Linked DNA regions of Mus musculus: regions 1 and 3 are each linked to region 2. The links are chromatin contacts, called in public HiChIP or PLAC-seq and promoter capture Hi-C maps. All regions are on one chromosome and are shown on one strand. Each heading gives the region's core, a stretch centred on a gene start, on an enhancer-like site or on the middle of the called end of the contact. The rest is flanking DNA. Distances are from core to core; before and after follow the strand shown. Region 1 has its middle 58 kb from the start of Gm31399. Region 2 holds the start of 1700092K14Rik (RIKEN cDNA 1700092K14 gene). Region 3 has its middle 31 kb from the start of Gm31399.

Region 1 (3,925 bases), core at 1,395-3,894, 170 kb before region 2:
ATCCACTTGCCCCAGTGGAGGATGAGGGTCCTGGTCCCTGTTGGTTCCTACCTTCTCATGTCTTGATAGGTAGGAAGCTGAACCCAGGTAGGGATTTCTTTGTTGTTTGTCTAATTCCCAACAGAAGCCAGCCGAAGCAGCACTAAGGCTCTGGGTCCACATGTAGGGGAAGTCACATGACTCACCACGTTTCAAGTAGTCATGGGGCATCATACTTCCTGTCCTAGAAAATGGCAGTTTATGCTGTCGATCACTTATCCTCCTCTCCCTCCTCCTCCTCCTCTTCCTCTTCTTCTTCCTCCTCCCCCTCCTCCTCTTCTTCCTCCTCTTCTTTTTCCTCTTCCTCCTCCGCCTCCTCCCCCATTTGTGTGTTTGCAGGCCAGAGGTCGACCCACGTATTATTCCTTAGAAGCCATCTAATTTTGTTTTTTTAACGATTTATTTATCATCTTAGTTATGTGCATATGTGTGTGTGTCTGTGTGGGAATATACACATGAGTTTAGGTGCCCACAGAGACCAAAAGAGGGCACTAGAGGCACCTGGAATTGGAATTACAGACCGTTGTAAGCTTCCAATAGGGTTACTGGAAAGTCATCTAGGGTCCTTCAGGCACACAAGCATGGGGTCCTGCACATCCCTGACTGGGCCATCTCCCCAGCATTCGCTTATCCTCTTGTGAGGCTGGTTGGCCTTTAATAATCCACTCGTAGGAGATATTTGTGTAGGGACTTTTATACCTGTGTTCATGGGGCAGATAATGTACAGTGTTTAAATCATGACTTCCTCTCCATTGGTACAAGGCAGAGCAAGTTTCCCAATGCTTGGCCACCATGTTGGGACTATGTGACACTTTTCTTGCCACTGTGTTGGGACCCTGGGACCCTGGGACAGTGAGGGAGTGAGAGAAGGCGCCATCTGCTCTGTCCGTGGTGCTGCAGAAGGTTTGGCTTAAGTGACAGACATTTTTTCCTCTTGAAGTTCTGTAGGTTGGAAGAGCAAGATTATGGTGTCAACATACTCTCTTCGAGGACTCTCTCCTTCAATGTGACTGCTACCCTCCCAGTGTGCCCTCATTTTCTCTAGGACTCTCTCTTTCTCTCTTTCCTTTTAAAATTTTAATTGTTTGAAAATTTTGTATATGTTACTGTATTTGTGCAATCTCCTCCTCTCCCTCCTCCCTCACCCTCCTCCATCTCCTCCATTTACCCCCTCTCAAATTCATGGTCTCTGTTTCTTTATTATTGTTACACGTATACATACACATGACAATATGGCAATCACCTGCTGAATCCGTTTTATGCTTTTATGCACGTGTGTTTAGGGATGACCTCTTGCAATTGGGTAACCTGTCTGGAGGCTCGTCCCTGGAGAGCCTCTCCTTCTCTTAGCTATTGATACTTTGTAGCTCTCATTAATAGGGCCTTGTGAGATTCTCCCCACCCACGTGAGCTTGCCAACTGGTGCCGTTGTTCAGGTCTTGTTTAGGCAGCCGTACTGTTGAGATGTCTATCGCTAATAAGGACCCCAGTCATAGCAGGTTAAAGAGTCTGCTTGTAGAGCTTCATTTTACCTTAGCATTGCACTAAGAGTCATTGTTATATCTTTAAAGTTCCTGTTTCCAAGGTCAGTGTTTCTCTAGATGTTGAGGACAGGTCTTCACCCATGAATCTGCGTCAGTGTGTGTTGCGGGGTACACAAGTCAAGGCTATAACAATAATGTAAACCACTTCTGTTCCTGGAGGTTAACCCACACCAGAAGTTTTTCCAGCCTCTTCTTGCCCTTTGTCAGTAACTCCAGAAGCCACCTGCTTAGAGGGCATAAGTAAGAAAATTACTTACTCTGGGTCCCTGTATCACACTGTGGAGCCTCAGCCACCTCCTGTGTGACACACTATGACATAGGGGAAAAATCCAGTTGGATGTACCAGGCTCTGAGATCGTGAAATTTTCTACTGAAAAAAAAAATCTATTTTATATCAACTAACTAGTTTTTGCATGAGATTCAATGGTTATTTTTTTCTTTGCTGGTATTATCCTTATATGCCTTTGGAATTAAGATTAGGCTAGCCCTTACGATGGTCTGAGGCAGGTGTCCCCCCACCGCAAATGATCTGCAAGAGCAGTTCCTAAAGCATTGGGTAGAAATTGCTGATAAATCATTTGGAACATCTTTTTTTTTTTTTCTTCCTGGAAGAGTTTCAGCTAATAATTCAATTTCTTTAAAGGTCATTAGCCTCTCTAGGTTTTCTCCTGCTTCTTGGATAAGTTGTATTTTTCTAGAATTTGTCCATTTTGTCTTAAGCTTTACAATTTATCACTAGGGTTTTTCAGACCCCCTTTTTGTGAGTTTAAGCCCCATGATTTTGGCTCCTGTTTAATTCTTCATATTGTTTTCCAGCCCCTGTCTCTAGCATGCCTTTGATTGACTCAGTCTGATCTTGCAATGGTCTTTTAAGCAAATGGTGTGTATGTGTGCATATGTGTCTATGTGTGTGTTCTTGCACATGCTGTGCACATGTGTGTGGAGGCAGGAGCTTCTACACTCCCTCTCTGTTATCTTTTGAGACTGGGTCTTCCTTGAAGCTGAGGCTCACCAATTTGCCAGTGAGCTCCAGGGATATGCTTGTCTCCGCCTCCTGCTGTGGGGAATACAGGTGCTGCCCCAGACCTTTTGATGTGGGTGCCCAGAAGTGAACCCAGGTCCTCATGCTTGTGTGTCAACTGAGTCACCGTCTCAGCCCCCTGGATGATCTTAGTTTTGCAAAGCCTTTCTCAGAAAGCTGGTTTTAGGGTTTGGTATTCCTTCCTATTGAACTTTATTTTGTGTCTTCCATCTTACTTTTAACTTTAACATTTTCTGCCTTCATGGGGTCTGTTCTGTTGGCGTCCTTTGGATTTCTTCCTCTGAAGCACAGAGTCTGTATGCAGAGTGAGAATAGGAACTTTGTTCTCTATATTGCATAACTTGCATCCCTACAATTTTTATGTAGAATAATTTTGCTGTTACTGATTTAAGATTTTCTCCCTCTCCCTTCCCCTCCCCCTCCACTTCCTTCCCCCTTCACTTCCCTCCTCCCAACCCATTGTATAGTTCAAACTGACCTTAAAATTCACACACACACACACACACACACACACACACACACACACACACACAGAGTCGTTTTGGGGACAGAGTCTAAGTGTATGCCTGGCTGGTTTGAAGCTTGCTTTGTAAAGCAGATCAGCCTCAGACTCACAGAGATCTTCCCGGCTCTGCTTCCTGGGTGCTGGGATTAAATGTGCGCTCCTTTCTGCTCAGTGTGGTTACATTCTCTTCCTTGACTCCAGGAGTGGCCTAGCCCATAGGTGAGGTTGTGTAGGGTTTCCACAGAGCTCTGGAATAAGCTATGTCCTGCTGCCATTGGGCGCAGCCTCCTCTACGGAATTCTTTCTCAATTGTGTTTGCAGCTGTCTGTATTCTTGGTAAATTTTCTGTCTGCTTGATCAATTATTGAGAGGGACATATTAAAAATGTTCACTCTGATGGCAAATGTTTCTGCTTTTCCCCATGGCTTGCCAATTTGTATTTTATGTGTTTGGTGCTTTGATTTTTAGTGCACAGAGCTTAGATTCAGAATGGGCATATTTTTCTGATTAATTAAATAAATCCTTTATTATAGTGTAGGAAGTCTTTAGGTTTTACTAATCCCTCTTGTTTATAAGGCCAATTTATGTCATGTCAATACTAGGTCAGCAGTCTTTTGCGTAGATTTTTCCTCTTCATACCCACCATACTTCCCTGCTCTTTGATGGCCAGGGCCATGTATGTGTTACACAATAATCTTGCCACTGAGCTACATTCTCAATCTACCTGTTTTCTTTAATTTTGAGGCTTGATCATTGAAATTCATGTTTCCCTCTCTCCCCTCAATCATGCTACCT
Region 2 (3,354 bases), core at 285-2,784:
TCCATCCCTCCACTTACCATCTAAAAGGTGCACATAACAGGGCATGGGAATGGAGGGTCTTAGCTTGGGGACTGAGTTCAAGCCCCTTGGTTGCTTCCTGACCCTATTCTCACTTCAATGCTCTCTTGAACAACCAGGCCACTCAAGATTGCATGGATTCAGTTTCCTTTTGGAGAATTTTGAAAAGCTTTACTACACATATTTGTGTGTGTCAGTGTGCATACCAGCATCTGCATGTGGAGGTCAGAGGACAACAGGCAGGAGTCAGTTCTCCTATGTGGCTCCAGGGGATCGAACTCAGGGAGTAAGTCTTGTCTGCAAGCATCTTTACCCACTGAGCCAGCTCTCCAGCCCATCCTCAGGGGATTATGAGAAGGAAGGCAGTTAGCCAGCCCAAGAAATGTGAGAAGAGCTCCTGCAGCTGCCTCACTGAAGCTTGTCTTCATAGGGCTGAGTTACTCTCATATCCCCAGCTCATCAAAAACACCCCAGTGGGGCCCCTGCCATCCTCCCTCCTGCCATCACCCATAAGATCACAGGACGAGATAGGTGGAGGGACCGGCAAAGCAAACCGTCAGGGTCAGGGCGAGCTCCTCAGTAACTTCTTATTTATTGGCCTCCTCCAGTCTCGCGGTTGCTGGTTGTGCTCAATATTTTATTCTTGTTGTACCTGCTCCGAAGCGGAGCTGCGGGCAGTTTTGATAAATGGATTGAAAGGAAGTTTTGTCTGGTTTTGCTGAAGCTTCTGTAAGTGCCTCTGGATCTTGGGCTGAAATGATATTTCCCCAGCTTCCTGCTGTGATCTCGCTCCCGGGCGGCTCTTCTCCTCCCCGCTCTCCCTGGGCACTCTGCCTCCCAACCCCCATGCACGCATGCACATACACGTGCAAGGAGGCACAGATCTGTATACTCACTCAGGACCACTCAAGGTACCAGTGTGGAAGGGAGCAGAGTGTGTGTCCCTATGGACCGGCAAGCCCATACTACAGTCTTGTGCACAGACATGCCCTCGGTGCACACGAAGGCAGACACACATGCTGTCCTCTCTGAGTTCAGCCAGCCCGATCTGCAGGGAAGCCCTTGATGAGCATGGGTAGAGATGAGCAGATCCCAAGAAGGAAGAAGCCTGGAACTCTGATGATCTCTGCTGGAGCCCTGCCCCCAGCTGCTGGATTCCTCCAGCCTTCCTCCTCCGCCTGCCTGCAGGCCTTGGAGGCCCCACTGGGCCAGCTGGAAGCTTTATCCAACCACATCTGAAACAGCTCAGGAGCTGTGCCTGGCCGCCAGCCGTTTCCATAAATAACTTGCTGAGCCTGGCTCCTTGCCCTTCTGGTGATGTCATTGGCGTGGGCCCAGTGATGAAGTCATAGGCTTCCCTTCCCTGAGCCCTCCCTTTGGGTGGAGCGAGACACCCCTTCTTCCCCCTTCACAGAACCATTACTGAGAAATTTCACCTGTCTGTCCTCACCTCTTCCTGTTCCCACCACTCCAGGTATTGGATACAGGCTTTCCACCATCTGGACCAACTAACTGTGATGGTGCCAGACAGCATCTTGTCTCCCCATTGTCAGTTACTGAGCCGCCTCCCAACTTTGCCATCTCCTTGGATATTGTTTCCAGGTAACAACAGACTTTTAAGTTTCAAGGGTGGCAGAGAAAGGTTGGCATCTTGATGATGCTCTACACAAGCTTCTCCAGCTGTGTGACATCAGACAAAATACCTCACCTCTCTGTGCCTCTGTTTTCTCATCTTTAAACTGAAGACAGTAAAGAAAGCTATCCCAGGACTGCCTAAGTCTTCCGTGGGCTCACAGAGCTTGAAGTGTCGATACACTGGACAGGCCCGTCATATGAACCACATTTCCACAAGCGCCTAGTTTTGTATGTTTTCTGCTCTGTGACTGCGGTCTTCTCTGTGGTGTTCATGTCTGGAGCCAGGGAGCCATCTCAGTCTCCTTGACACATTTCTTGCTATGTAGCCAAGGATAACCTGGAACTTCTGACCCTTCCACCTCGAGAATGCTGGAACTGCAGGTGTGAGCAGACGCTGGAAGAACCAGGGGAGGGGGGCACGGTGGGAACTGGTGGGAGCAGCTCTGAGGTGCTCAAGCCCCACCTGCCCTCACCCTCTGGACAGAAGGAAGTGACCTTCCTCCTCAGACAATCTCAAGGAAGTCCGGGATTGTTCTTATTTTCTATAGGAAGAAACTGAGGCAGGCTGGAGAGATGGCTCAGGCAGTGAAGGCTTGCCATGTAAGCAGGAGAACTTTAGTTCAATGCCCAGAACCTACAAAACTACAAAGAACCCAGCTCAGTGTCATGTTCTCTTAATCCCAACACTGGGGAGATGGAGTTAAGTAGAACCCTTCTGGAGGCCCATTGGCCACCCAGCCTAGGCTAACCAGCAAGCCCTGGGCCAAACAGAAGCTGTCTCAAAACCAGGAGCTAGCTTGGCCATTAAAGGCCAAGGTGTCCCTCTGTCCTCTCCCTTCTTCTCTCTTCTCTTACCTCTCCCCCACCTCTCTCTCTCACACACACACACCACACACACACACACACACACACACACACACACGAGAGAGAGAGAGAGAGAGAGAGAGAGAGAGAGGTGGAGGCAGAGAGATCAAACATCTTACTACCAGGACAAACAACAACGGCATCCTAAGACACCCATGGACCTGCCCAGAACCCTTGCCTGATTTCCAGATGTGTGCGCTGGAAGAGTTCACAGGAGACTGTGTCTTTGAACTCGGTGGCAGAGGTGAGCCTTGGCTTCTGTGTCCCATGCGGTGGCCACGGAGCCCCAGGAACTGGGTCAGCGAGATACACACCGGGTTTTGGTGATTTTGTATAGGAAAGGGAATGCAGGAGAGCTTATGAATAATTCCTTGGGATTCATTATGCGTTGAGTTGATAATGTTTTTCGTGTGTTGAGCCAACTAAGGGATGCTATTACCGATGGTTTCACCTGCTTCCTTTTGCTTTTATGAGCTGGTTATCAGAGATTTAAAACCACATGCGTGGATCCTATTAGATTTCTCTTGGGCGCCTCTATTCTGGTGCCTGACTGAGTTCTGAAGAGAGTTCACTGATCTTCCCATGCCTGGGTTCTGACCCAGTTAGCATAGTGCCTTCAAAACGAGGGCTGCTGCCTCCTGCCAAAGTAGCCACCCGTCCCTGCTCTGGGGTCATGAAGGGACAGTGCAGCTGAACAGGTATGACTGCTTGAGCTCCTCTTCCTGTGGGATCCAGAACCCTGAATTTGGCCTTCCATACTTGGGAGAGAACCTTAAGGTTGTCCAAGTACCACAAGAGTGCTAGGCCAGGAGTCAAGGCCATACCTAGTGGCCTTAC
Region 3 (3,538 bases), core at 658-3,157, 190 kb before region 2:
AGCATCCTCTCATAAGACAGCTTCCAGGAAAAAAAAATCCCATGATACCCTGGAATCTCCAAAGTAGCCAAGAATTTCCACTCCAATCACTCCTAAGTATATAGTGGAATGAGCAATGATACAAAAGATCGTGTGGACACATTCTCTCAAGGGTATACAGTTGTTCTGCTTATCTTATTTTCTCCTCCCCTGGATATAGAAGGAACACTCCACTAATATAGTATATAGCATATAGCATATAGTATATAGTAGCATATATATATATAGTATATAGTAGTATACAGTAGTATATAATAGTATATAGTATATATATATATATATGTAGTGTGTAGCATACAGCATACATGCAATATACAGTATATAATAGTATAGGGGATCTATTTCTTCTCAGAATGGGAAGCTGAGGTCCTTCAAGAAATTGTTCCTGGACTCACTTACCCAGATCCAGGAAATTCTGAGCTTCTCCCAGGATCTTAGAGACACCTGGGAAGACAAAACCTCTCCCTTCTTATATAAAATAGTGAGAAGAAAGGTGGAGGGGAGGGCCACGGGCAGGATTATCCCTATTAAATACAAAGCAAGAAAGAAGCAGGAAGATCAGAGTGAGGCTGGAAAGAAGTAGGTAACAAAGGAGAGTGACAGAGAGGCAGGAGGAGAGGAAGTGGGAAAGAAGACGCGGAGGGGGGGGGGGATTGTCCCGTCGACAATGGGTTCCCCTCTTCCTAGGCATCTTCAGGCTACCTGCCAAATCAATTGATTACATCTGTAGGCAGAGTTGCCTTTTTATTTCACACCAATTTTCGCAGGCGGTGTAAGATAAAAATGGAAGAGACGGAGTGAATGGGAAAGATGATTGAATGTTGATGTAAAAGGGAAGGTGCAAGGAAGGGGGGGCAGGGGACACACAGCTAAAGAGAGAGAGAGAGACAGAGAGAGACAGAGAGAGAGACAGAGAGAGAGACAGAGAGAGAGACAGAGAGAGAGAGACAGACAGAGAGACAGACAGAGAGAGAGACAGAGACAGAGACACACACAGAGAGACAGAGAAACAGAGAGACAGACAGAGACACACAGAGAGACAGAGAAACAGACAGACAGAGAGACAGACAGACAGAGACACACACAGAGACAGACAGACAGACAGAGACACACACAGATGAACCCCGAGAATCTGGGAGCCAGGGATCAGTTCCTGAGCAGGAAGGCCCAGCCTTCCCCTTACTCCCCTGCCCATTCCCACGCCCGCTCCTTTTCTACTCCTGTTCCCACGCCCATTCGGACTCCCTTTCTACCCCGCCTCACTTCCCCAAGTGACTGCAGCAGCGGTCTCCTGCTCTCTTCCGTGGCTCCCCTGGCACACAACAGCAGCCAGTTTATCATGGTCGCAGTAGATCTCTTCCTTTGTGGAGTCTCAGGGTCCATCAGATGAACCCCGAGAATCTTGGTGCTGAGTGAAAGTCCCCTGACTGCCTCCCAGGTAACTACTGATAAACCTTCCTCAGGAAGGCTGTCAGCTTGTGGGGACACCTCCCCTTTGTCTCTCTTCGGAGAGTCTGCTCTGGTCCACTCTGCTTAATTAACTGAAACTCTTAAAACTCCGCCACACAGTCCCCCGGGGTGCCGCCTTCATAATGTTTCAATGCTCAGCTGGACAAACACCTCTAAAATGGAGTCTCTCATCTTTTACTGTCCTTAAGATCCTCCAGATAGAGGTCACTGTTTGCCCCAAAGTGGTACCTCAGACTTCAAAATCCAGAGACTTCTCCAAGCTCCCTCTAACAATGGCAATAGTCTGTCAACCACCCATCCAAGCCTTGCTTGTCTCTATTCTCAGTTCCCTTGATGGCTACCCTGTTCTGCCGCTCAGCTGTTACACCTCCAGGAGGCCCCCTTCCCCCTAACCCAAGCTTCACACTGTCAAACTTCTCAACTGGAACCACCAAGACTTCCTCTTCCAACTTCCGACCCTGCTGATAAACTGTCACTGCCCCTGTTAAATACCTCCACCAACATCCTCCTTCGAGCAACCTCCCTATTCCAAACTCACCCTCTTTTCTCCTCCTCAAACCTGATCCCGCCCCCATACCCCTCCCTCCTCGGCGCTCCCTCTAGCCTCCTCAGCCTGTCCTCCCTCTGAGAGAACTAATGAGATCTTGAGGTCTTCTGTACATTCAGGCTCCTTCTCTTCAGACAGGTGTCCCTCAGACTGAGAAAGATCCAAGCTTTCTTGTTCTGATCCCTCTACAACTCGCTGAAAGGGACCCTGCAGCTTACCCAGCCCTTTAGGTTGACATGGAACCACATCTATGTCACCCTTTTCTCTCCCTTCTTCCCCGAAAGCCGTGGGCACCTTTGGGTGGTAGCCCAGGCCCATGTGGACACCCCAACACTCAGGATCAGACCACAGTCTTGTGAGGATGATTGATGCTCTCTGAGTGACCCTGACTAGAACTACCAGGCCACCTCTGATGATCTCTAAAAGGGGGCTCATAAGGTCACTTGTTTCCTGGCAGGCATGGAAAAGACAGCCCTTAAAGCTGTCAATCATGAACACAAATCAGAGCGATCACTCAAAGACCAAAGGAGACCCATCTCTATCTCCCTCTTGCCTTTCAAAGGCTATGACCAAGCTGTCATGACCCATCAGCTGACTCGGATGAGGGACGATTGTACTCACACCTGCTCTTTATCTCACAACTGGCCACAGATACGAGATGAAAGTTCAAAAAAAAAAAAAACCTCAACGATGGCCCTCAGAACCCTCAATGGGACGAAGTTAAAACAGCCTTCCAGGTCTTTAAACAGAAGAACAAAGGAGCCAAAGTTTAAAAGGGACCAGGCCATGCGCCAGATGCAGGAAGCGGACTTTTCACAGGGTTCTCTAGTCTGAGGGGCTGGGAAATGGGTCAGCGTGAGGCCTGCTTCAAATGAGGCCACGAGACCATTGAGCAAGTGCCTACCCCAGACAAGGCTGCCTCCATGCGTGGGAAAGAAGGACAGTGCTGATTAGATTGTATCCAGCAAGGAACACACTCCCATTCTATCACCCCGACAGGTCCCCTGGATGCCTGACTCAGGCTTGGCAAGGGAGCCTTGAGGTCCACTGGTTACCTGTGCCTCCATCATAACTGTAGAACCATGTGTAATGCTATGAAGTTGCTCATAAGCCTGGTTTGTTCTTGTTGGATATGGCGCTACTTATTCAGTCTTGACAGATTATTGAGAACCCTTCTTGGGTTCTCTTTATATCTATGAAGAGGGTAGACAGGATGCCCTCACATTAGGCTATGGGCCTAATATTATCCAGTATGTTTGGCCAGCCTTTTGTGTGCTTGTTTCTGGTGGTCCCACATTGCCTGACACCTCTTCTGGGCAGAGATAGTCTTCCCTAAATTCTGTGGGACGGTTTTTTCACCCTATAGTGCTCTGCTTGCTTAACCCTTGCCTCACTCCCATAGGCCGCCCCCACCCTTCTTCAATACTAGCTTCTTACCCTCAGTTGATCCCCAATATTGGGGCACCTCAGCTCCTGTGGTCC

Evidence for each region. Promoter capture Hi-C pulls out the DNA fragments that hold promoters and counts their contacts. HiChIP or PLAC-seq counts read pairs in DNA pulled down with a chosen protein or histone mark.
Region 1: an H3K27ac HiChIP or PLAC-seq map of T-cell acute lymphoblastic leukemia shows a contact between it and region 2, with 2.9 times the contacts expected there. The contact joins the enhancer-like site here to the promoter of 1700092K14Rik in region 2. A contact is called at or near these places in 5 of 39 promoter capture datasets (the 3T3-L1 cell line, embryonic stem cells, pre-B cells and 2 more), 17 of 484 Hi-C or Micro-C datasets (double positive thymocytes, embryonic stem cells, stem cell-derived epiblast-like cells and 1 more) and 2 of 115 datasets of contacts at active chromatin or transcription factors (T-cell acute lymphoblastic leukemia and embryonic stem cells).
Region 3: a promoter capture Hi-C map of the HPC-7 cell line shows a contact between it and region 2, with 5 times the contacts expected there. The contact joins the enhancer-like site here to the promoter of 1700092K14Rik in region 2. A contact is called at or near these places in 5 of 39 promoter capture datasets (the HPC-7 cell line, embryonic stem cells, hippocampal neurons and 2 more), 1 of 15 datasets of contacts at CTCF or cohesin (embryonic stem cells), 4 of 484 Hi-C or Micro-C datasets (the HPC-7 cell line, embryonic stem cells, nephron progenitors and 1 more) and 2 of 115 datasets of contacts at active chromatin or transcription factors (embryonic basal ganglia and embryonic stem cells).

What each region holds. Positions count from the first base shown.
Region 1 is chr11:114,362,135-114,366,059 of GRCm38.p6, reverse strand. No RefSeq gene overlaps it. Among named protein-coding and RNA genes, the nearest start is that of Gm31399, 58 kb to the left of the region's middle. Within about 2 kb of position 2,644, at least 3 of the 459 cell types and tissues checked have an H3K27ac peak or open chromatin away from gene starts, as enhancers often do. A contact at or near this core is called in T-cell acute lymphoblastic leukemia, where this site is marked.
Region 2 is chr11:114,196,438-114,199,791 of GRCm38.p6, reverse strand. It overlaps 1700092K14Rik (RIKEN cDNA 1700092K14 gene), which reads right to left and starts at 1,534. Exons shown (of 3, transcript NR_045930.1): 1 at 1,469-1,534; 2 at 915-1,066; 3 at 593-769.
Region 3 is chr11:114,390,135-114,393,672 of GRCm38.p6, reverse strand. No RefSeq gene overlaps it. Among named protein-coding and RNA genes, the nearest start is that of Gm31399, 31 kb to the left of the region's middle. Within about 2 kb of position 1,907, at least 17 of the 459 cell types and tissues checked have an H3K27ac peak or open chromatin away from gene starts, as enhancers often do. A contact at or near this core is called in the HPC-7 cell line, where this site is marked.